3 separate regions of the Sus scrofa genome follow, and all the other regions are linked to region 1. Evidence: chromatin contacts called from public HiChIP or PLAC-seq data. All regions are on one chromosome and are shown on one strand. The core of a region is the stretch at or near the end of the contact, and the rest is flanking DNA. Distances in the headings are between cores, read along the strand shown.

Region 1 (3,125 bases), core at 390-2,889:
GTCTTTGGCAAGGAAGGAAGGCAATCACACAAGACTCACCCCTCTGCTCTCAGGCGCCGGTCGCTGGCCCTGCGGGCGGGGTGGAGTTTTCAATCTGAGGAAGAGGAGAGGGATGATCAACAGGGAATAATACTCCCTCCTCTTCCCTTCCCTCAGCACTACCTCCCCTCTCTCACCTGGGATCCTGGGGCTTCTGGCTCCCTCGCCCATAGAGGGGGACAACCTTTTCTCTGCTGATCCCAGCTTTACACACTGGGCACTCTTGCCGCTCTGGCCGTGTCTCCAGCCACTGGGGGAAAAAAATGTAGTGGTTTCCAGTACACAGAAGCGTCTTCCAGCTCCTCAGACCTCCCCATCTCCCTCTTCATCTCCTCTGAGTACGCACCTGATGAAGACAGGGCCAACTGGAAAGGGGGAAAGAAAAAGGTCAGACCAGCTACACAAAAGACACAGACTCAAACTCAGGGTCCTAACTCGCCACCCGTTCCCAGGTGTTACCTGCTGTTTCCTGCCATATTTTCCACAACCTCTACTATGCCAGCCAAACTGGCCTCCCTGCTTCTCTGACTTTCCAATACCTAGAGCTACGTCCACCCTCAACATGCTCAACCCGCTCCTCTCCCCCTCTCTTCTCAACCTTTCAACTTAATTTCCAGTTCTCTTGACCATCCTTTTCCAGATCTCCTTTCAGCCCCAGCCCCATCTATGCCCCCATTAATCCCAAACCAAACCCCCTTTACCAGTATCTTCTTTTGCTACTCCTTTTCTTCTCTCCCATGTCCAATAAAGGGCCCTCTTTCCATAATTCCTTAACCTCTGGGGACTGCTCCTCTACAGCACCCCTGTCCCCAGGTTTGTCATCCTGCCCCTTCCCATATCTCACCGGAATGTGATCCCACGTTCCCCAGATCTCCCTTTACTCACCTGATGCCTATCTCCCCTGACCTTTGAGTCTAATCTGTTCCCAACCTCCCTGGGGTAAGGTGGCTCGGGTCTCATCTGCACCGCTGTGCAGCGCCCACCCCCTGTGCCCCCTTTCCTCTTAACACACCGTACGCCCCAGCTCCTAGTTTCTATGACTCCTTTCCACAGGTCTCCTCTGCACAGATGTGACCCTCTCGCCCACACATACCTAAAAAGACCTAAGAACCCTCCTGAGGCCTCACCTAGGAGAATGTGCCCTCTGATCATCTATAAGCCTATATGCCCCCTCTCACCCCCAGCCTCCATACTATAGAGGTGAGACCCACTCTTTTTCGCCCCCTTCCCAGATTCTCACCAGTACAGGTGGCCACACACGCTGACCACAGCTTCCCGAGCAGTCTCCAGACATATATTACATTCGAAGGTCGCGCCCGCCCCGCCCCGCTCGCGGTTTGGCCCTTCGGGGCCCCCGTCCTCCTCCTCCGCTGCTGCCATGGCCGGTTCTGCTTCGCCCCCGTGTACCCCTTAATCCCCCGAAACACACGTACAAGCGCCCCAACAAACGAGAAACCGCCTCCTGCCCACGATCTTTGGGCAGGCCTCAGGGTTTTCTAATTACTATAGGTCTGAATGCCTGTCAATCCCACAGGGTCAAAAGAAAGGATTGGTCCAAAGGGCAGGGGAGCAAAGAGGTTTGCGCGGTGCTGCCCTTGCACAATGTCTATTGGCTGACACAGTCACAGACAGTAAGCACGGCCACCGGATTGGTATTAACTCCACACGTCCTGTCGCCGGCCAGGGAGGGCTTTATTCGTTTGAGTAGCTGCCAGTCATAACCAAAGGCCAGAAGCAATTGGCTCCAGACTACGTAGACCTCGCCCACTAGAAGGCCCTTTCTTTCCTTTACTTCCTTCTTCACAGAATGTCGGGATTCCTATTGGACTTTGGAGCGTAAGGCTCCAAAGCAATTGATTGGCTAGAACTAGACGGAAAATGGTGGCTAGGCAAAATGCGCGTGCGCAGCCGGCGGAGGGGCGGGGAGGGCCAATCCTGTGAGGGTTGAGCCTTCTCTGATCCCACCCCTTCACCTCGCTCTCTTGTCGCCATGGTGACTGCTCTACAATTGGCGAGGTTTGGAGTTCAAAGGCCTCGGCTCGGCCTCATCCGGGTCCTCCGATCGTGGTTTTTTTTTTTTTCTCTCTCTCTCTCTGTCTCTCTGCTGATTGGGTTGTTCCTTTCGCCCCTGATTGGCCGAGATCGGAAAAGACAGCGAAGAGCTCGGAAAAGAGGACCATTACTGGGGTCGCAGGGTTCAAAATGGCTCCGGCCTCCTTCGGTGACGTAAAGAGCAGAACTTGGGTCCGCCCCTCACTCTTAGTGAAGAAGGGAGCAGAATTGGGATTAGCCCGACGTTTGGATGGTGCGAGCATCGATCTGCGGCGCTGGTGTTAATCCATCTCCCTCGGCTGGACGACTCAGCCCGCCCCTCCTTAGGTGATTTACACAGCAGAACTGAAGGCCCATCCCCCTTTCAGTGTGACACAGAGTAGAACAGGGTTGACCTCCTCTCCGTTTTAAGCCTTAAGAGCAAAAATCTCCTCGGCTTTGTGAATGGGTGCAGAAGAGGCAAGGCCCGCCCCTTTTTAGGCGACCCGCGGCGGGATGGGGTTAGGCCCGCCCCTTCCTTCACGTACTTGGCCTAGCTGACCTGGGGTCTTCCTCTGAGCTGTACCCCCAGGGACTTGGGCAACCTGCTATAGAGCTTGGGCCTTTCGTACGAGTTTGGTCCTTTTCTACAGTCAGTGGTCCTCACTGTGGCCCAAGAAGCAGAACTAGGTAACAGTCTTCCCATCACCAGTATTCTTTACATCCTCTTCCTCAGGGCTTGTAAAACGCTTGCAGGGCAAAGGTGTCTGAGAGGGTTGAGGCCCGACACAGGCTAAGGGCTGCTCAACAACATCCCGGTAAAAGGCCTCACGTGACTCAAGTGAGGCAAGGTGAGATGTTAGTTGACGCCTAAGGCAGGGGAGGTAAGGGTTTAGGAGGCGCTTAGAGGTTTAGGGGAAACGTTTATGAGCGGAGAAGCAGAGACCAAGAAGGGAAGAGTGATGGAGTGATCCCGATAAGGGGCCGATGGGAATATGGGAAAGAGGGCAACAGGCAGGAGAGAGAGCTAGGTATGTGACTACAGAATTAAGGAG
Region 2 (3,125 bases), core at 469-2,968, 450 kb after region 1:
GTAAGTGCTTTAGAACAGGTGTGAACTGGGTGCTGGAGCATGGTGGATGGGAGGCTTTCTCTCTTAAGTTATTATTGGGGAAACAATATTATGCCCTCCCCAAAGTTTGCTGACACATTAATTCATTCACTCACTGTTTATTACTACAGGTAAGAGGCCACATAATCTAGTGCTTAAAAAGAATGGACAGTGGTGTCAGACAGAGTGGGTCCAAACTCTAATTTCTGTTACTTATAGATCTTCGACAATTTTGTTAATCTTTATGCCTGTTTTTTATCTGTAAATTGAGCAAATCATTAATCTTATAGGATTAAAAGAGCTAATGCAGATAAAGCCCTTAGCGAAGGCCTGCACATTCTAAGTCCAAAGTAAACATTCGCTATAATTAATAGTAATGTTTGTAAAGCACTTTATAGTCTCTGGGGGGGAATTAAGTTCTCAAATAATAAGAGGCAAGGAAAGAATCGTCAAGAGGCAGTCATTGGGTAGTGCCAAGTGTCATATATAAAAGCCTTTCCACATCTGAGCTAGTTATTACAATGAGAGCAGTTAATGAGACTTCTTTTATAGATTATTTATAACCCATGGACTGCTATAGGCTTGTGATTTGGTTAAAAGAACAAAATTTGGGTGGGTATATGACGGTTCATTACACTGTTTGGGGTAATGTTTCACATTTTTTATAATAAAAAATTAGACACAAGTTATTGGGGGAGTAAAGTATAACTGCTTGGGAGTCTGGTAGGCCTGGATTTGGTCGGTTCTGCCACTTACATTCCCCTAGGAGCACTCACCAATAAAACGTGTGTAATAACTAGCTCAGATGTTGAAAAGCTTTTACGTATGACAATATGTGAAACCCTCAGCAAACTGGCTGACATAGACTAGGCGCTCACTAAACAGGTCCTCCTTATAACTCTTAACTCAAACAGTACTGAGATGGGTATAATATGAAGCCCAGAAAGGTTGGGCACTGGAGACAGGGACCTCGGCAGCACCGCGGAAACGAGGCCCTTGCCCAAGGGGCGGGGGGAAGGGGGGAGAGCAGAGGGGACGGTAACCCCCCAGACCTCAGGCCTGCAGAAGCCATTAGGCGGCCCTTTCAATTCCCCAAGGTTAGAGTCTTGCGTTTCAGTCCAGTCTGACTCCATTTGCTCCCAATTCCCAATCTCGGAGGCGTCCTTTTTTATAAACAAACGTCCTGAAAGGTAGTAAATCCTCAACTTTTCCAAAACATGATAATGTCCCCCCGCGGCCGCACACCGCGGGAAGGAACATGGCGCCCACGCTCCACAAAACGCCCACGGGCAAAACCGAGGTCAGGCCCACCGAGGTCAGGCCCAACGACGCCACCGCAGGAAAGTCAGCTCGAGAACCACCTCCAACCGCCTATGGAAAGGGTGACTTCCGGAGGCGCCGAAGGAGCGGCGCAGCGAGAGCGATTGTGAGAGGCTGACAGAATTCTAGGTGGCCTGGTCAGTGCCGCCTCAACTTCTCTGCAGGCCAAAACTTTAACGTAAATTAGCGAGGCACAACTCTCAGGCTCCAGATTCCAAACTCCATACAACTGTTCAAAACCCCCCTCGAGGCAGTCGAAGAGTCTCACTTTGTAATTTTTTTCTTCAGGCATTTATAGCGGCCACCACAACCCCCTACTGCTTAAGCGCGCGCGCACAGGAGAAATGAACAGGGCCGGAGGGGGTGGGGCGGTGCCGAAGTGTGTACGCATGCGTAGTGCGACGCACGCAGGCGCAGTGAGGTACCCCGGGAGACGGTGGCGGCGGCGGCTCTTCGGGGTGCTCGGCTCCCTCCCATCTAGGCCGGCCCCGGCCCGTCTCGCCCCCAGGAACTCAGTTTGGGGCTGATAACTTAATCTTCGTGCCCTACAAAAGTAAAGCTTGGGGACCTGGGGGAGCCGGAAGTACCGCCTCGCGATCCCCAAATACTATCGGGGAAACGGAAGTGACCGTCGGTGGCAGGTTGGGGGAGACCGGAAGTGACGGTACCGTGGGGAAGTCGGGGGCGGAGCCGCGGGTGGAGGAGTGTGAGTGGGTGTGTGTGGTGTGTGTGTGGGGTGTGTGTGTGTGTGTGTGTGTGTGTGTGTTGGTTGCGCCGCTCTGCTAGAGCACCGAGGGAAGGTAGAAGAGGGGGGCAGTCAGCTAGCAGTTCTGGCCCCCTGTGAGTGTCCATTATCTCGAGTCCGTCGTGACTTAAGCGGGTTCGACGGGCGTGGCGTGGCGCGCGTGCGCGAAACCACTTTCTCCGCAGAGTGGCGCGACCCTCGCTCTCGCGTTGTCCCTGGGCTTGACGACTTCTCGGGCCCTTATCCTATCGCGACCGGTGATGACACTGGTCCTGTGTTTCCTTCCCTGTTTCCTAGCCAGACTGGCCCTCCTTTATTGTGATTGGCATCGTGGAGCCCCTCCCACCTCCCGTCCTCCACCTCCCTGTGCCGTCGATCTCTTGCCCTTTGTGTTTCTCTCTCTGTGCCCCGGAATCAGAAAGGGGCTGGGGGCGGGTGTGAGAGTGTGTGCTTGTGTGAGAGAAACTCTTCAGGTGTGGGGGCGGAGTCTCTGGCCGGGGTGGCTTCCGGGTATATAAAAATCTGCTCTGGGCGACAGCGGGCCTCCCTCCCTCCATTCTTCCTTAGAGAGCTGTCGGCCATGGAGCCCAATGATAGTACCAGTACCACTATGGAAGAGCCTGAAAGCCTGGAGGTGCTGGTGAAGACCCTGGACTCTCAGACCCGGACCTTTATTGTGGGGGCCCAGGTGAGACCCCAGTACTTCTGGAAGACACCTATTAACTCTTTTTGTAGGTTCCTTTTTCTGAGATAAGAGTCTTATCTTCTGGTCTTCTGATTTTCTTTCATTGATTTTTTTTTGTTAATATTGTAGCCAGAACGTTTGGTGTATGCTTTCTGTTGTGTGAGGCAGATTTTCTTCTGCTTTCTTTTACCTCAGTAAAACTCAATGTAGAAGGAAAGAAGGAAGGAGGAATCTCTGCCAACATCATGAGTGAACCCCAGCTCAAAGGGACAGACATGGTTCCTGTCCTTTGAACAGAACCTAAAATGCAAGTGTGTCTTAAGAAGAAAAATTGGCAAGGCCTGTACTGTGTTTTTA
Region 3 (3,125 bases), core at 454-2,953, 300 kb after region 1:
TGCTCTTGTTGAGGTCGCGCCCGTTGAAGAAGTCCTGCAGCAGCTTCTGCACCTTGGGGATGCGCGTCGAGCCCCCCACCAGCACCAGGTCGTGGATCTGGGCCTTGTCCAGCTTCGCGTCGCGCAGAGCCTTCTCCACCGGCTCCAGGGTGCTGCGGAACAGGTCCGAGCACAGCTCCTCGAAGCGCGCCCGGGTGATGGACGTGTAGAAGTCGATGCCCTCGAACAGGGAGTCGATCTCCAGGCTGGCCTGCGTGCTGGACGACAGGGTCCTCTTGGCCCGCTCGCAGGCCGTTCGCAGCCGCCTCACCGCCCGCTTGTTCTGGCTGATGTCCTTCTTGTGCTTCCTCTTGAACTCCTCCACGAAGTGGTTCACCAGCCTGTTGTCGAAGTCCTCGCCGCCCAGGTGCGTGTCCCCCGCCGTGGCCTTCACCTCGAAGATGCCGTCGTCGATCGTCAGGATGGACACGTCGAACGTGCCCCCGCCCAGGTCGAAGATCAGCACGTTGCGCTCCCCCTTGCCCGTCCTGTCCAGGCCGTAGGCGATGGCCGCCGCCGTGGGCTCGTTGATGATCCGCAGCACGTTCAGCCCCGCGATCACCCCCGCATCCTTGGTGGCCTGCCGCTGCGAGTCGTTGAAGTAGGCCGGCACCGTGATCACCGCGTTGCTCACCGGGTGGCCCAGGTACGCCTCGGCGATCTCCTTCATCTTGGTCAGCACCATCGACGAGATCTCCTCCGGGTAGAACGCCTTGGTCTCGCCCTTGTAGCTCACCTGCACCTTGGGCTTGTCCCCGTCGTTGATCACCCGGAAGGGCCAGTGCTTCATGTCCGCCTGCACCACCGGGTCGCCGAACTTGCGCCCGATCAGCCGCTTCGCGTCAAACACCGTGTTCTGCGGGTTCAGCGCCACCTGGTTCTTGGCCGCATCGCCGATCAGCCGCTCGGTGTCCGTGAAGGCCACGTAGCTGGGGGTGGTGCGGTTGCCCTGGTCGTTGGCGATGATCTCCACCTTGCCGTGCTGGAACACCCCCACGCACGAGTACGTGGTGCCCAGGTCGATGCCGATGGCCACGCTCTTCGCCATGTCGCTGGCCTGCTCTCTCCGCAAACAGCCTCTAGACTCGAAACCGGGATCCCAGACGAGAGCTCTGAACCGGAAACCGAACGCGCCGCTTCTGCCCGCGGTGGTCCTCGGAGGCAACGGATCTGCCAAGGCTGCGCTCACAGACCGCAGAGGAAGTCTTAGCAGCTCTTCCCGGGCTCGCTGTTTCCCTGGGGGCGGCTCTGTGTTTATATTTTTTTCCTCAAGCCCCGCCTTTTCCCTCCTCAGCCAATCCCCGAGCTCGGCGGGGCTGCCAGGTCGGGAATATTCCAGAGGTTTCGCCTCGCGTCCTGCCCCCTGGCTTTCTGGGGCCAATCAGCGCCCTGGCTGCCGCCCCTCCCAGAACTCTCCAGACTCTTCTGGGTTTTGCTAGCTGGCACTGTATCCGGAGAGGGGGAGCCCGGGAGGAGCGGGGAGGGGGGCGGCGAGAGGCTGGGCCGGCAGGTCCGCGGGGGCGGGGGGCGCTAGAGGGTTGACGCGAGGAAGCGGGCGGGGGCGTGGGTGCTGACACCGTCCGGCTCCAGTCGCGTTATAATGGAGGTGCTGCCTCTGACCTCACGGGCTAGTAGGGAATCAGGGTGATAAGTCAGGACCCCACTTAAAGTTGTCGGGCGGGGCGGGTGGGGGGTGGGGGGACTCCGGCTGCGCAGTTTGGGTGTTGAGAGAGCCCCCAGTGACAGGGGCTCTGCAATCCGAACCTTCTCAAACTGGATCGAAGGCGGCGGGACACTAGGTGAGCCAAGAGGACCCTGAGTGGCATGGGCCAGACCAGCAGGTCCCTGTTTGAGGAAGTGCTGAAAAATTCTCTAGTTTAAAGTATATGGACGTCGCAGGGGAGGGGATTCCTGTGAGGACCACTAAAGTGGATGGGGTTGGTCAGAGCTGCCCAGAAGAGGAGGAGGAGCGGGTTTGTTATTGGCTCCAGAAAACCCGCAGTTTTATTTGTGAGGAGAGCAGAGGATGGGACTGCCTTAGAGAGGGGCACCCTCTCCTGAGAAAACTTCTTAGGGCTTGATTGGAGTTCTTCAGACTAGCCATATATACTCCCACCAACCCCTATAATAGAGGATGAAAGGTGACAAGAGGGAGCTAAGCCCAAGTATGGAGGTTGATGTCTCCTCAGGAGACCAGCACTTCCAATAATCTGAGTTCAGCAGGAGGGGAGTACAATCTCAGAATAAAATATGTCACAGACACGGGAACAGGCCAGTTGAGTCAGGCCCTCTTTGAAATTGAAAACAACATATGCCACTGCCCTCCCACTTCCATTTGGCTAGGAGTACTTTTGTCTACCTTGTCCAAAAAGCACTGCGCCATGAAGGAGCAGTCTGAAAGAGATAATTGTACCGCAAAAGGATATATATATATGTGTTTGTTTTTTAGGGCCGCACATGTGGCATATGGAGATTCCCAGGCTAGGGGCCCAGTTGGAGCTACAGCTGCTGGCCTGTGCCAGAGCAACAGCAACATCAGATCCAAGCCACATCTGTGGCCTACACCACAGCTCACGGCAACACCAGATCCTTAACCCACTGGGCGAGGCCAGGGATGGAACCTGCAACCTTATGGTTCCTAGTCAGATTCATTTCTGCTGTGCGACAATGGGAGCTCCTGCAAAAGGTTATGTGTACACAGGGTGTATGGCAGAGTTATTCTCAATAGCTGTAGGGTGGAAGCAGCCCAAGTGCCACAGAGGGAAAGAACAAATAAACAGAATGTGGTAGATACATACAATGAAAATTATTGAGCCTTAAAAATGAAGAAACTTCTGACACATGCTATAACAGAGACAAACTTTTAGGATATTATGTAAATGAAATAAGCTGGTCACAAAATGAAAGTGTGTAATTCCACAGTATAGGTTACCTAGAGTAGCCAAATTCTGAGAGACAAAGTAGACTAAGGGTTGCTAATGGCTATCGGGGAAGGGGAATAGAAATTGTTTAATGGGTATAGAATTTCAGGTTTGTAGAATTTCAGGTATGAACCCTACTGGTATCCATGAGGATGCAGATTTGAT

The links. HiChIP or PLAC-seq counts read pairs in DNA pulled down with a chosen protein or histone mark.
Region 2: a contact with region 1 is called in an H3K27ac HiChIP or PLAC-seq map of alveolar macrophages. The contact joins the promoter of BAG6 here to the promoter of RNF5 in region 1. A contact is called at or near these places in 1 of 5 promoter capture datasets (fetal liver) and 2 of 2 datasets of contacts at active chromatin or transcription factors (alveolar macrophages and skeletal muscle).
Region 3: an H3K27ac HiChIP or PLAC-seq map of alveolar macrophages shows a contact between it and region 1. The contact joins the promoter of HSPA1L here to the promoter of RNF5 in region 1. A contact is called at or near these places in 1 of 5 promoter capture datasets (fetal liver) and 1 of 2 datasets of contacts at active chromatin or transcription factors (alveolar macrophages).

The regions. Positions count from the first base shown.
Region 1 is chr7:24,214,007-24,217,131 of Sscrofa11.1, reverse strand. It overlaps RNF5 (ring finger protein 5), which reads right to left and starts at 1,639. Exons shown (of 6, transcript NM_001123224.1): 1 at 1,280-1,639; 2 at 386-404; 3 at 177-289; 4 at 40-94. The coding sequence starts at 1,419.
Region 2 is chr7:23,767,252-23,770,376 of Sscrofa11.1, reverse strand. It overlaps BAG6 (BCL2 associated athanogene 6), which reads left to right and starts at 1,718. Exons shown (of 26, transcript NM_001145382.1): 1 at 1,718-1,979; 2 at 2,651-2,771. The coding sequence starts at 2,664. It also overlaps a transcript of APOM not described here.
Region 3 is chr7:23,913,034-23,916,158 of Sscrofa11.1, reverse strand. It overlaps HSPA1L (heat shock 70kDa protein 1-like), which reads left to right and starts at 1,703. Exons shown (of 2, transcript NM_001123128.1): 1 at 1,703-1,838.